Linked DNA regions of Mus musculus: regions 2 and 3 are each linked to region 1. Evidence: chromatin contacts called from public HiCAR-type and promoter capture Hi-C data. All regions are on one chromosome and are shown on one strand. Each heading gives the region's core, a stretch centred on a gene start, on an enhancer-like site or on the middle of the called end of the contact. The rest is flanking DNA. Distances are from core to core; before and after follow the strand shown.

Evidence for each region. Promoter capture Hi-C pulls out the DNA fragments that hold promoters and counts their contacts. HiCAR-type assays count read pairs that join an accessible place to other places.
Region 2: a promoter capture Hi-C map of hippocampal neurons shows a contact between it and region 1, with 2.2 times the contacts expected there. The contact joins the promoter of Pabpc4 here to the promoter of Rims3 in region 1. A contact is called at or near these places in 3 of 39 promoter capture datasets (cranial neural crest, hippocampal neurons and liver).
Region 3: a HiCAR-type map of astrocytes shows a contact between it and region 1, with 4 times the contacts expected there. The contact joins the promoter of Cap1 here to the promoter of Rims3 in region 1. A contact is called at or near these places in 4 of 39 promoter capture datasets (cranial neural crest, frontonasal cranial neural crest, hippocampal neurons and 1 more), 4 of 115 datasets of contacts at active chromatin or transcription factors (astrocytes, embryonic stem cells and pro-B cells) and 1 of 9 other capture datasets (embryonic stem cells).

The regions. Positions count from the first base shown.
Region 1 is chr4:120,852,915-120,856,687 of GRCm38.p6, reverse strand. Rims3 (regulating synaptic membrane exocytosis 3) reads right to left here and starts at 1,889. Exons shown (of 8, transcript NM_182929.3): 1 at 1,566-1,889.
Region 2 is chr4:123,280,837-123,284,609 of GRCm38.p6, reverse strand. It overlaps Pabpc4 (poly(A) binding protein, cytoplasmic 4), which reads right to left and starts at 1,699. Exons shown (of 15, transcript NM_130881.3): 1 at 803-1,699. The coding sequence starts at 995.
Region 3 is chr4:122,883,981-122,887,753 of GRCm38.p6, reverse strand. Cap1 (CAP, adenylate cyclase-associated protein 1 (yeast)) reads left to right here and starts at 1,678. Exons shown (of 13, transcript NM_001358035.1): 1 at 1,678-1,940.

The DNA.
Region 1 (3,773 bases), core at 640-3,139:
AGTGGCAGAGGGAGCAAGAACAGTTAAGACACCAACACCTACACTGAGCACATCCCCTGGAGGAAGGGACTAAGGTCCCTGCTGAGTCCTCAGCTCCTGGCTCCAGCATGCCTGCCCCAGCAAATGCTTGGCACAGTGTTGCTTATAGTTCAGCAGTTACCCACTGAGCTCAGGAGGGCTCAGGGAGAAGCTGCTCAAACCTACCACTGTATTTATTCCTCCTAAAACCGTAGGACTGTTTTGCCGAAAGAGGCTCGGAGAAAGCAGGTGATTCCTTCCTTTCATATCACATAGGCAGAAAGTAGCAGAGCCGGGATTTGAAGACAAGTTTAATCAGCTCTGGGGCTCTATCCCTTGTAAACGGCCAGATGGTTGGAGAACCCAAGGAAGTCCCTGAATACCTGGTTTAAGCACAAACTGCATGGACCCCTCCCCAGCAGGCCCCTGCCCAGAGAGTGTCCCACTGGGCCATCCTCTTCACTTGCCTATGGGGACAGAGTTGGCAGTTGCGTGATTGTGATTACGGACTGATTGGTGGCTGGCAGCAACTGTGGAGATGGGTTGTCAATCCCTTGGTGAAAGACCCTCTTTCCACCATTCAGGCCCCAAAACCCAGTGAGAAGTCATCACCAGCAGAGAACAGAGCAATAGGAAAAGCAGCTGCCTTCCATCTCTCTCCAAGATATCACCCTTAGAGACAGGGTTGGACACAGCAATTCCCCCAGGCCCAAGCCCTGAAGGCCCCTGATGGCACTGCTAGCTAGGGCCCCTTGTTGCTCTGGCTTAGCTACAACATTTCCCACCTTAGCCAGGGACTACAAGAGCTATAGAGGGACCATTCATTCGCTTCTGAGATACTAGGAGGGGAAACCCACTCCTTGAGGTTGGGTTGTACAGAGGTAATGGGGGCCTGGGATCCAGGCAACCAGGAAGCCAGCCAAGGAGACCTATTCTCCCAAATGAACAAGATGCCAGAATAGCCCATGAAGGGTCTTGCCAAGCTTCCTTGAAGCCTTGGGTGACCCATCGTGCCCCTGACCACTTTTTCCCAGCTTCCCAGAAGCCCCTTCTTTCACCCTGAAGCTGCGTGAGCACCACCTCTCTCCTTTTTACTAAGAAGGGGAGTGTTTCTCTGGGTACAATGGTGTCACGTTGGAAGGAAAAAGTGGCCGCTTCCCAACCAGGGTACAGGCAGGAGGGAGAAAGGCAGGCTACCTTTCCAGGAGGGATTTTAAGCACTTTGCAAAAATGCCATGCGAAGCAATGCTGTTGAAGATCAGGGCCCCAGGTGAAACCCTGAGCGTCAGCAAAGTACTCCAGATTCTAGGGTTCCTACCCCATTTTCCAGGTTTCCTCAGGCTCAGCCCCCGCCCCACAGTCATCCCAGGTTGTGCGCATCGCGGAGCCTCCCCCCCAAACCCTCCCCCCCGCCCCCCAGATCTGGCATACATCCCTACGTAGCGCTCGGCGGCCGGCCGGAACCCCCCTTCCCGGCGTGGTCCCCTGCCCTGACCGCAGCCCCCTCCCCACGCCCACTCGCAGGCGCGCAAGGCCTGCTGACTTACCCCGAGGTGGGGCCGGGGTCCACGCCTGGAGCGGGATTCCGCTGGCGGAGTGGCGCCGCAAGGCGAGGCAGGTGCTGCCCCGGGACCCCGCCCCGCGGACCCGGCGGTAGGCGCGGCCCGGCCCCGAGCGGGCGCGGACTCCGAAGGGGTAGGGACGCGGGGCGGGGAGGGGCAGCGACAGAGACTCACGGGGGCATCGCCCGCCACCGGGCCGGACAGCTCCGCTCCGCCCGCCTGCGCTGCTGGCTCCGCAGTCGCCACACAGTTCTCAGTCGCCGCCGGGTGCAAAGCCCAAGCCACGGCTGGCGGGAGGAAGCGGGCCCTGGCAGGGGCGGGGCCTAGGGCTGGTGGGAGGGATTAGTGGATGGGGCGGGGCCAGATGGGGCGGGGCCCGAAGGTGGGCGTGGCCTCTGGAATCTGGATCTTCTAGGTGTATCCTTGAGGAGTAGGCCTGGAAGAAGTGAACCTCTAAGAATCAGGGGTTGGGGGCCGCTCAAGTCCCTAAGATGCTCCTCCTGTCCCCTGCCTGTCCACTCTTCTACACAATCTGTTCCTTCTCAAACTTCCTTGTCCTTGGGGGCACCTCCCAGGTGCCTCCATCTATTCTGAACAAGATCAAGGAATGTCAGATGGTGAGCAGTAAGGCTAAACACCTTACAAACATAGAGTCCATTTTAAAGACCAAAAAAAGGGGGGAAACTTTCGGAGGAGAAATGACTTGCTCAAGTGCCTGCTGTAAAAGATTTTCTGGAAAGAGGGAGGGAGAGAGAGAGAGAGAGAGAGAGAGAGAGATCAGGAGTCACAAAAGAGTGCTGCTTTTGAAGATCAGAGTTCAGTTCCCAACACCCAAGTCAGACAACTGTTACTTCAGCTCCAAGGAATCTGATGCCCTCTTCTGGCACCTGAAGGCTCCAGCACATGTGTGCACATACACACACGAAGTGAAAGTAAGTCCTTTGTTTAAAAAAAAGGAACTTCCAATATACTTTCAGACTTCAGGTAAGGGGCCTATGACCCATATTAGCTCCTTTGCCACCTGTGGCAGTGCCTTTCAACTGGGGACAGTTTTGTCCTGAAGGGATTTTTCACAATATCTTGAGTTACTCGTAGTTTCTGCAATTATGAGGGGTTTCCAGTAAGAACCAACCCTGGAACTGTGCTGGCCAGTCCTGATACCAAAGAGTCCTCAGGCCCTGTGTCAATAGGACTGCAAGTGGGAACCCTGTATTACTGTTGGTTCTCTAGAGGGACAGAATTTAGAGAAGAAACACATACACACACACACACACACGCACACACACACACACACACACACGCACACACACACGTACACGCACACATGTGGGAGGGGATTTATTAAAATGGCTTACAGGATGTGATCCGGCTTGTCCAACAATGGCTGTACAATGGAAAGTCCAAGAACTCAGGAGTTATTCACTCCACAAGGCCAGATGGCCTTCAATATCTGCTGGAATGCCAAAGAAGTGGGTTCAAATGTTAGTGACGGACTGAGGTTGCCAGTGAGGGTGAGGGCCAGTATGCAAAGAGAGCAAGCTTTTTTTGCTTCCATCAACAGTGGATCTTTCAACCTCAAACGATCCAGGGTAAAAGTGGGTCTTCCCATTTCAAATGATTTAATTAAGGGGGAAAACTCCTTCATTGGTATACCACTTGGGTTTCAGTTAATTCCCAATAAGGTCAAGTTGACAACCTAGAAAAACCATTGCACGAGGCTTGGCATCTGCCTGAATGGACTTCAAATGGATGTGCTGACTTAAGACCCAGCAGTTTAGGCTTCTAGAGAGATAGATGGCTTAGCGGATAAGAGCACTGGCTGCTCTTCTAGAGGTTCTGAGTTCAATTTCCTGCAACCACATGGTGGCTCATAACCATGAGATCTGATGCCCTCTTCTGACATGCAGGTGCACATGCAGATAGAGCACTCATACATTAAATGGACAAACAAACAAACAAACCTTTAAAAAAATTAAAAAAAAATTAAAACGACTTGGTGGCTTAGGACTTGAGGTTTCCTGTCCTACAGTCCTGCCTGGTCCCAACTTGGCTGTGTTTAAGTGAGCTTAGGGCTGGTCAGCTCTGCTTTCAGACTGGAAGGATTGTTTGTTTGTTTCTCTGTGTAGCCCTGGCTACCCTGGAAGGAACGCTGTAGACCAGGCTGGCCTCAGACTCAGGAGATCTGCCTGCCTT
Region 2 (3,773 bases), core at 450-2,949, 2.4 Mb before region 1:
CTCAGAAATCAGCCTGCCTCTGCCACCCAAGTGCTGGGATTAAAGGTGTGCGCCACCACTGCCCAGCTCCACTTGGTCCCTTTTAATGTGGAGTAGTTTACAGCCCCCGATTGCGTTTCTGGGCTTATTTTGTGGCTTGCCTGCAGCCTCCAGTGCAACCAGGATGGCAGAACATTCCCTGGCAGCCCAACTTGAGGCAGCACAAGTGAGGCAAAACTGCCCAGTACATTCCATGTGACACCTTCCTAGACTTCCTGGGTACACTCCTCTACATCCTTCGAGCTCCATGCAGTTGAGCAAGTCCCCAAAAGAGAGCCTGGTAGAAACAGCTTGACACTAGCAACTCCCCTCAAGGCAACTGGATGAAACTGCTCTCCTTGCTTTCCACTGCCCTAAAGCCATCCCAAGTCAGTCAGTTCAGGTTAGAGCCCCCAGTTTTGCAACCTACACTTTCAGGTGTCATTTCAATGCACTGAGTGCCAGACCCACTTCTACCTGAGTGGGGCTAGACACACTAGAATACCCAAGTCCCTTTATTCGGATCCCGAATTACACAAATCTCCTTGGGTTCCAACCCCTGCTCTACCCCACCCCCACCCAGTAGCCCAAGGTCATCAGGTTAGCAAGTGGTGGGAGACTGAAGCCAGGGTCATGACCACATGCCTGGCTCATTTTGCTTCCACCCAAGGCTTCTCAGGCAACATGCTGTTATGTTCCCCGGTCCTGGCAGTTTGGCCTCCGCCTTCAGGATTCCCAAGGTCCCCAGGAATCTCCCGAATGTGTGCACACCGCTACTACTCACCGTCAGCTGGCTGCTGGAAGTTGACGTAGGCATAACCCAGAGAGCGCCGGGTGATCATATCGCGACAGACCCGGATGGACAGCACAGGCCCCGCAGGGCTAAACTTTTCATACAGCATGGCTTCGGTGACGTCCGAGTGCAAATCGCCCACGTATAAGGAGGCCATGGGGTAGCTGCTGGCTGCAGCGTTCATCTCCCCACCCCCCACGACCCCGAGCCCCGCCAGGAGGACTTCTAACAAGGCCTACTGCAGGACAAAAGGGGCTCCGAGGAGCTATGGCACGCGCCGCAGCGCACAGGTGGCACCAGCGACGCCGGAGAAGGCTGGAGCAGGGAGGCTCCGAGCCGGGACCCGTGTGCGGGACGACTTGCACGGGACTGCAAAAGCCCCAAGACAAAAGGCTCTCAAAAACAATATGGCCCGCTCCTGGAGTTTGTACTCTCCAGCTGTCCTGGCTTGAGGCTTAAAAAATAAAAATTAAAGTAGGAAATCCCCTCGTAAAGGGGGCAAAAAATTTTCAAGAGGCAATCAGATGCTGCGCTCACGGCCGCCTTGGGAACACGCGTTTCGTGATAAATATAGGCCCCGGACTCCCGGCGGTTTACAGTTACAGCAGCCCAGGAAGGGGGAAACCAAATCTTTGCGGGTGCCGGCGAAGGGCAGTGCGGACACGTGGTGCGGCCAGCCGGGGCGCGGGGCTGCCACGCGGCGCAGAGGCGTGCAGGGGCGGGCCGGGCCGAGGGGGATGGCTCACCACCGGACGGACAGACAGACGCTGACGGACAGGCAGGCCGGAAGCTGTGAAAGTCACTTCCCCACGGGCTCCCAGCACAAGTCGCTGTCTGGTTCTTTTTCTTCTTTTTTTCCCTTTTGCTTTTTTTTTTCCTCTTCTTTTCTTTTCTTTTTTTTTTTTTTAAGGTTTTTGAGGCTTTTGTGTTTTTTTTAAGCTTTTTCTTTTTTCTGCTTCAGGCGTGCTGAGCCCAAACGCAACACTGATGGCTGCGACCCGGGGCGGAGAGAGGCGGCTGGAGCCGCCACCGCTCCATTTATACCCTCCCGCCCCGGGCGCTGCTGGTCGAAGGGCGCCTCGAGACCTGGGCGCAGTCGTGCCCGCCCACTCTGCCCCGGGGGCCCAAGGCGGGGCAGTCACACCAGAGTGACCTGGAGCCGCCCGCAAGGTGTCACAGCGTCCCCTTGCGTTTGGAGGACCAGCAGCACGCACCTGTATGATTCTCTTTCTGCAGTGTATGGATTGAGTCATGTCCTCCCCAAGACCCACACGCAGGTATAATGTTTAAAACATCCATGAAATGCCCAAATCTACACAAAGGGATGCTAAAGTACAGCTACTAGGTGGCCCAATACATGGTTGAGCTGAATACGTAAGACATACGAAAGTTTTAAGAACATATAACCTTGAGGTTGGATTTTGGAGGTCATTAGAAATGGTGGTGGTATCTTAGGTGATGAGACTGTTTTTGAAAAGATGAACAAATCTTGCCAAAGCTTTTATAAAACAAAACGTGACTGTCCGCTCCTGTTTTGTTCTGGTGGCACGCCTACAGCTTAGTTTGTGCAAAAGGAGAAGAGGAGAAGAAAGGTGTATTTGGGCTCATGGTTCTTGTATAAGGGAGCTATCTCTAGTGATGTCCTTACAAGGCATCTCGTGGCGACTCATGGCACAACACAAAGAGAATGCATCTGTGCATGTGAAACAATGTTTTTGTTACTATGTAAACGCTAGTTAAGAGTTTACGCTTAGATGATGAAGGGTAATCATTGACTTTTTACCCAAATGAAGGTTTCACTGACCATTTGAAGATCATGTTATCTCATGAGACTAAATATGTGGAGTTATAGCAGTATTTCCTTACTCCATAAGTGCCAGGGACCATTTTTTTTTCTATCCTTATATTCACTCAAACCAGAAATTAGCAAAAGCTAGACAGATACTCGTCTACTGGTTGAAGCAAACAATTGAGGAAATATAAGTATTTAATCAATCAATTCATTCCAATAAATGGCTAATCAGAGCTCCCCCCCCAGCAGATGCCATGGTTGCCATGGTTACCATGGTATACAAGTAAGAGTCCCTCCTTACCTCTGAGAATAATTTCTGGTGACTATATTAAATAAAGAAGCCTTGCTAGGTGTAGTGACTCACACCTTTAGTCTCAGCACTTGGGAGACCGATCCCCCCTGAGTATTTGTGACCAACCAAATGGATATTGCAAGTTCCAAGCCAGCCAGGGCTACATAGTGAGACCGGTCTTTTAAAAAAAAAAAAAAAAAAGCCGGGCGTGGTGGCGCACGCCTTTAGTCCCAGCACTCGGGAGGTAGAGGCAGGTGGATTTCTGAGCTCCAGGACAGCCAGGGCTATACAGAGAAACTCTGTCTCGAAAAACCAAAAAAAAAAAAAAAAAAAAAAAAGCCAAAAAACAACAACAACAACAAAACAAACAAAAACAAAAAACCAAAAAACCCCAAAAACCAAAAAAAAAAAGCTGGAAAGTGGTGGTACACACCTTTAATCTCAGCATTTGGGAGGCGGAAGCAGGAGGATTTTAACAATTTTGAAGTCAGCCACAGCTGGGTGGGTGGTGGCTTGTGCCTTTAATCCCAGCACTTGGAAGTCAAAGGCAGGTGGATCTTTGAGGTTGAGGCCAGCCTAGTCTACAGCCAGGGCTACACAGAGAAACCCTGTCTTGAAAAGCCAAAAAAAAAAAAAAAAAGATTTGGGCTTTATGGCTTTATTCCTAAGATATATTTTTCTGCAAATATTCCATAATCTAAAAAAGGGAGGATTCCAAACACTCTAGTCTCAGGCATTTTGCCTGTTTCTTCATTTAGTGTCTGTCTTTCCCTATACACAAGCCTTATGAGAACAAGACCTTTAAATGACGTCTAACATGGCACAGACTAAATGCTCAATACCTGTCTGTTGAATAAGCACATGAATTCAAGGCATAG
Region 3 (3,773 bases), core at 429-2,928, 2.0 Mb before region 1:
CAAAAATTTTATTTGTTGTGTGAGAGATTGAACCCACATGGACCATGAATGACTTTTTGAAGTCTTCTCTCCTTCTGTCAGGTAGGTGTTGGGGAATCAAACTCAGGATTTGGAAGCAGATGTCTTTCTCCAGTTGAGTCATCTTTCCAGCCCAAATGTATTTGTTTGTTTGAGGCAGGGTCTCACTGTGTCTGGAACTCATTATGTAGACCAGGCTGGCCTTGAACTCACAAAATCAACCTGCCTCTGCTTCCCGGGTGCTGGAACTAAAGGTGAGCATTACCACACCTGCCCCTGAAATGAACATATTATAAACGGATGATTTTTGTGCCATAATTTGGTATGTTGTCATTTCTGTTTTAAACAAACTGGGAGTCATAAACTGGGGGAGGCCAGTAAATTGTCCAAAGCACCTTGATCAAAGTCGGGACGCTAGTAAAGGGCTCGGAGTCAGGAATGGAACAACTTACGTCTACAACCAGAGGCACCCAATGCCTCAAATGTTCCCAGATCTATCTATCACTGGGGATGATTAAATTCATTGGTTCTAAGACAGTCAAATGCGTGCTCTGTTTAAAGTTTCAACATCTACTTTGTGACCTTGGCAAGTTATTCAGCTTCCTCATTTGAAGCTCCGAGGATGTAATGGTACCTACCGCAGAGAGTTGCTATTAGGATTAAATGAAAATGGTTTGAGCGCTCAGCACAAGCCTGGCATGTAGTCAGCGCACAGTAAATGGTAGCTATTATTACATGAACTGTATTTGTTGAATGATTGACTCTGGCATATAACACCTGCATTCAACTTGAACGCGGAGTTGTCAGTCATCCAGTCGAAGGGGTAGGAACCATAGCACAGCACTCGCCAATTTTTTTTCTAGAAATAAATCTTTGTGGGAGGATAATGACCGGTTGGAAAGTGTTAAGTCCGGAGGAAACAAAGACGCGATCCCCCGTCTAAGAAGCAGGGAGGCGAAGACTGCCCTGCAGGCTGCAGTTACAGCTCTGAATCGCACACGGGCTCATTAGCAGCCAGCTGGGCATACATAGCTTGGGGCGATGAAGCCTCAAAAGCAAGATTTTTAAGGAATGGGACAAGATCTCCTTTAATTTTGCTCATTTCATTTCAGGGACCACACCCTACAGGGTGGGAGGAAGAACTCCGAAGCCTGAGGCGGAAGCTTAAGCACAGCCACGGACCTGACCATCTATGGTCACAAAACGCACAGAGCAAACAGGAAGTGGGGCGCGAGTGGAAGATTTTCTCCACCTTCCCAGCCCTAGCCTCGGAATCGAGCGAGGGCGAGCATGCCCAGACGCTCAAAGCCTACTCTATTAGCCTCCGCGACCGAGTCCATTGCTTTTCTGTACTACAGACAGGGAAACCAAGGCTTGCACGCCCAGCCAGGGGCGAAATTTGGTCCCGGTCCCCCCAACCACCAGACACTGGGTCTCAGAGCCTTCTAGCCCCACTGTTGTTCCCTGAACCTCTTCCGGACTGAGGCTAAAAACGTAACGACCTCAGTCTCCGAGCACAAATTGACAAAACAAGCAGCCACTCAGCTGTCTTCCTTTGAGGAGGTGGGGCTTGGTTAGGAACTCCAGCTCCTTATTGGTCTGGGCCTCGGGGCGTGACCAACCGTGGACACGCCCCTTCCCCGAGTTTTCCTCCCCCACCTCCCTTGGAGGCGGAGCCCTTTTCCAAACGCTCCTAAGCCAGATTCTCTCTCCGGTGGCGGGGAATGAGGGCGGAGTCACGAGCGGAGCGGCCAAACTTCTTCCTCTCCCCCGGGCTAGCGTTACAGCCAGTGGTTCATTTCCGGTGGGGGTGCCGCGCCCAGTGAGGGCCCGGAAGTGGGTCGCGCGAAGACCGCTGGGCGGTTCTTGCCGGAAGTGGAGAGCGGCTGATCGCAGTCCGGAGGTGAGGCGGAACTCTTAAGGTGAGGGTTGGTGGTTGGATAAGGATTGGGATGGTCTTTGGGGCCCACCGGGTCCTGGCCGTTAGTAAAGGCTGTGCTAGCCTACGCGCGTTTGAGGAGTCTTGCTGAAAGGCCGGGGTTTGGGCCCTTCGGCCATCCCGGGCTCCTGGGTGCGGTCTCTTGAGGTGGGGCTGGGGTACCAGATTGAACCAGGAGGTCTTGGGGAAGCCACTTTCTCCTTGATTTCGCAGCTCTGCCTATCAGCCTCCGCGGAGGCCTGATTCCTAAAGGCATCCTAACCAACTGAATGGACCCTGGGAGACCTTAGAATTTCCTCCTGACCGGGTCTTGTTCCCATTACTCGGATGGGTAACTTGATCTCGGAGAAGAAAAGAATCTGGTTTTAGAGAGAGGTTTCCAGTCCTAGATCCTTCCTTTCCTTGGAACCTCTCTAACTTTCGATCTGGGCAGCTGCAGGTTAAAGGCTATCTGGTAGTAGAACTAAAAAAAAAAAAAAAGTTAAAAATTTGGAATGCCTGTTAAATTTAAGGTAGGCTAGTAAGCCCTGCGTTTACGTTCAGTGAGCTCCCCTTACTCTTAGACTGCCACTGTTCACTCGCAATCCAAGCTAACTTTATGGGAGGTGCTGTCCACTTCTGGATCTGAAGTCAGATGATTCAGGTTGGGTCTGGCACAGTTGCCAAGTGCCTGTGGTCGTAGGATCGCTGTGTTTATTCTGTGTTGGCAACATGGAAAATGTCATCGAATACAGCTTTGAAAAGTCTAGTCATTGCCCCCATCGAGTTAGCAGTGAAAGACAGTTAAGAAATAGTTACAAATGTGGTGAGGGTGCTGTGGAAGGACGCAGCAAGGGAGTCAGAAGCGTTTTGAAAGATCAAGAGGGTGTGTGTGTGTGTGTGTGTGTGTGTGTGTGTGAGAGAGAGAGAGAGAGAGAGAGAGAGAGAGAGAGAGAATATATTAGATAGAGGTTAGTTAGTATCAGAACTGTCAGCTGTAGCTCTTTGTACTGCTTTCCCTTGAAGTGAAAATCCAGGGTTAGAACAGCACGTTCATCATCTGCCAAGCATTTATTGGACCTCAGTATGTGTGAAAACATTTTAGCTTAGGCACTTAGCCCTTCTGGCTAGGAATACACTTGTTCTCTGGTGATATGTACAGTATGGGAGGAACCGGCAAATCAAGGGTGGTTGAGTGTGTGCACTGTGTGAACACAGAGCTACTGAGAACAGGAGAAATATCTGAACCACAGTTCTAGGCAACAATGAGGGACTTAGTGTTTCAAGATTTCCTTAGGCATATAATGAGCCTAGGAAACGGATTTCTAGGCAGAACTAGATGGAAAGGCGCAGAGACCTAGGCATGAGAAAGACCCAAGTGACTAGTCAGCCGTGTTGTGGTTCCAGTATTACTTGGAGAAGTGGAGAAAATGAGAGGTTGTGGAGTCAAATAGGGAGGCCCTTGGAAGCATGCTAAAGAATTTGGATTTTAGCCTGGAAGCTATGGGGATACTTTGAAGGGTTTTCCCACTTGGCAGAGTGGGAAGGGACCAGACACTGGAGTAGACCAGTACTTAAAAAGCTGTTGCTGTGTCATGGCTTGAGCTGGAGAGGGGAAGTGGAAATGACCAAGAGGGGTTGCATTTGAGCAGTCTTGGCCATATGTGATAGTGTGTGTCTGCCATGTCAGCACCTGGAGTTTGAGGCAGGAGAATCACGAGCTGAAGCCTAGGGCAGATATCAAGGCTGGAATCCAAGGAACTGGAGGCTTGTTATTTATGGGAGTGAAGAAGTAGTTGTAGTCTGGAAATTGCTGCTGTTCTGGTCTAAGATACTG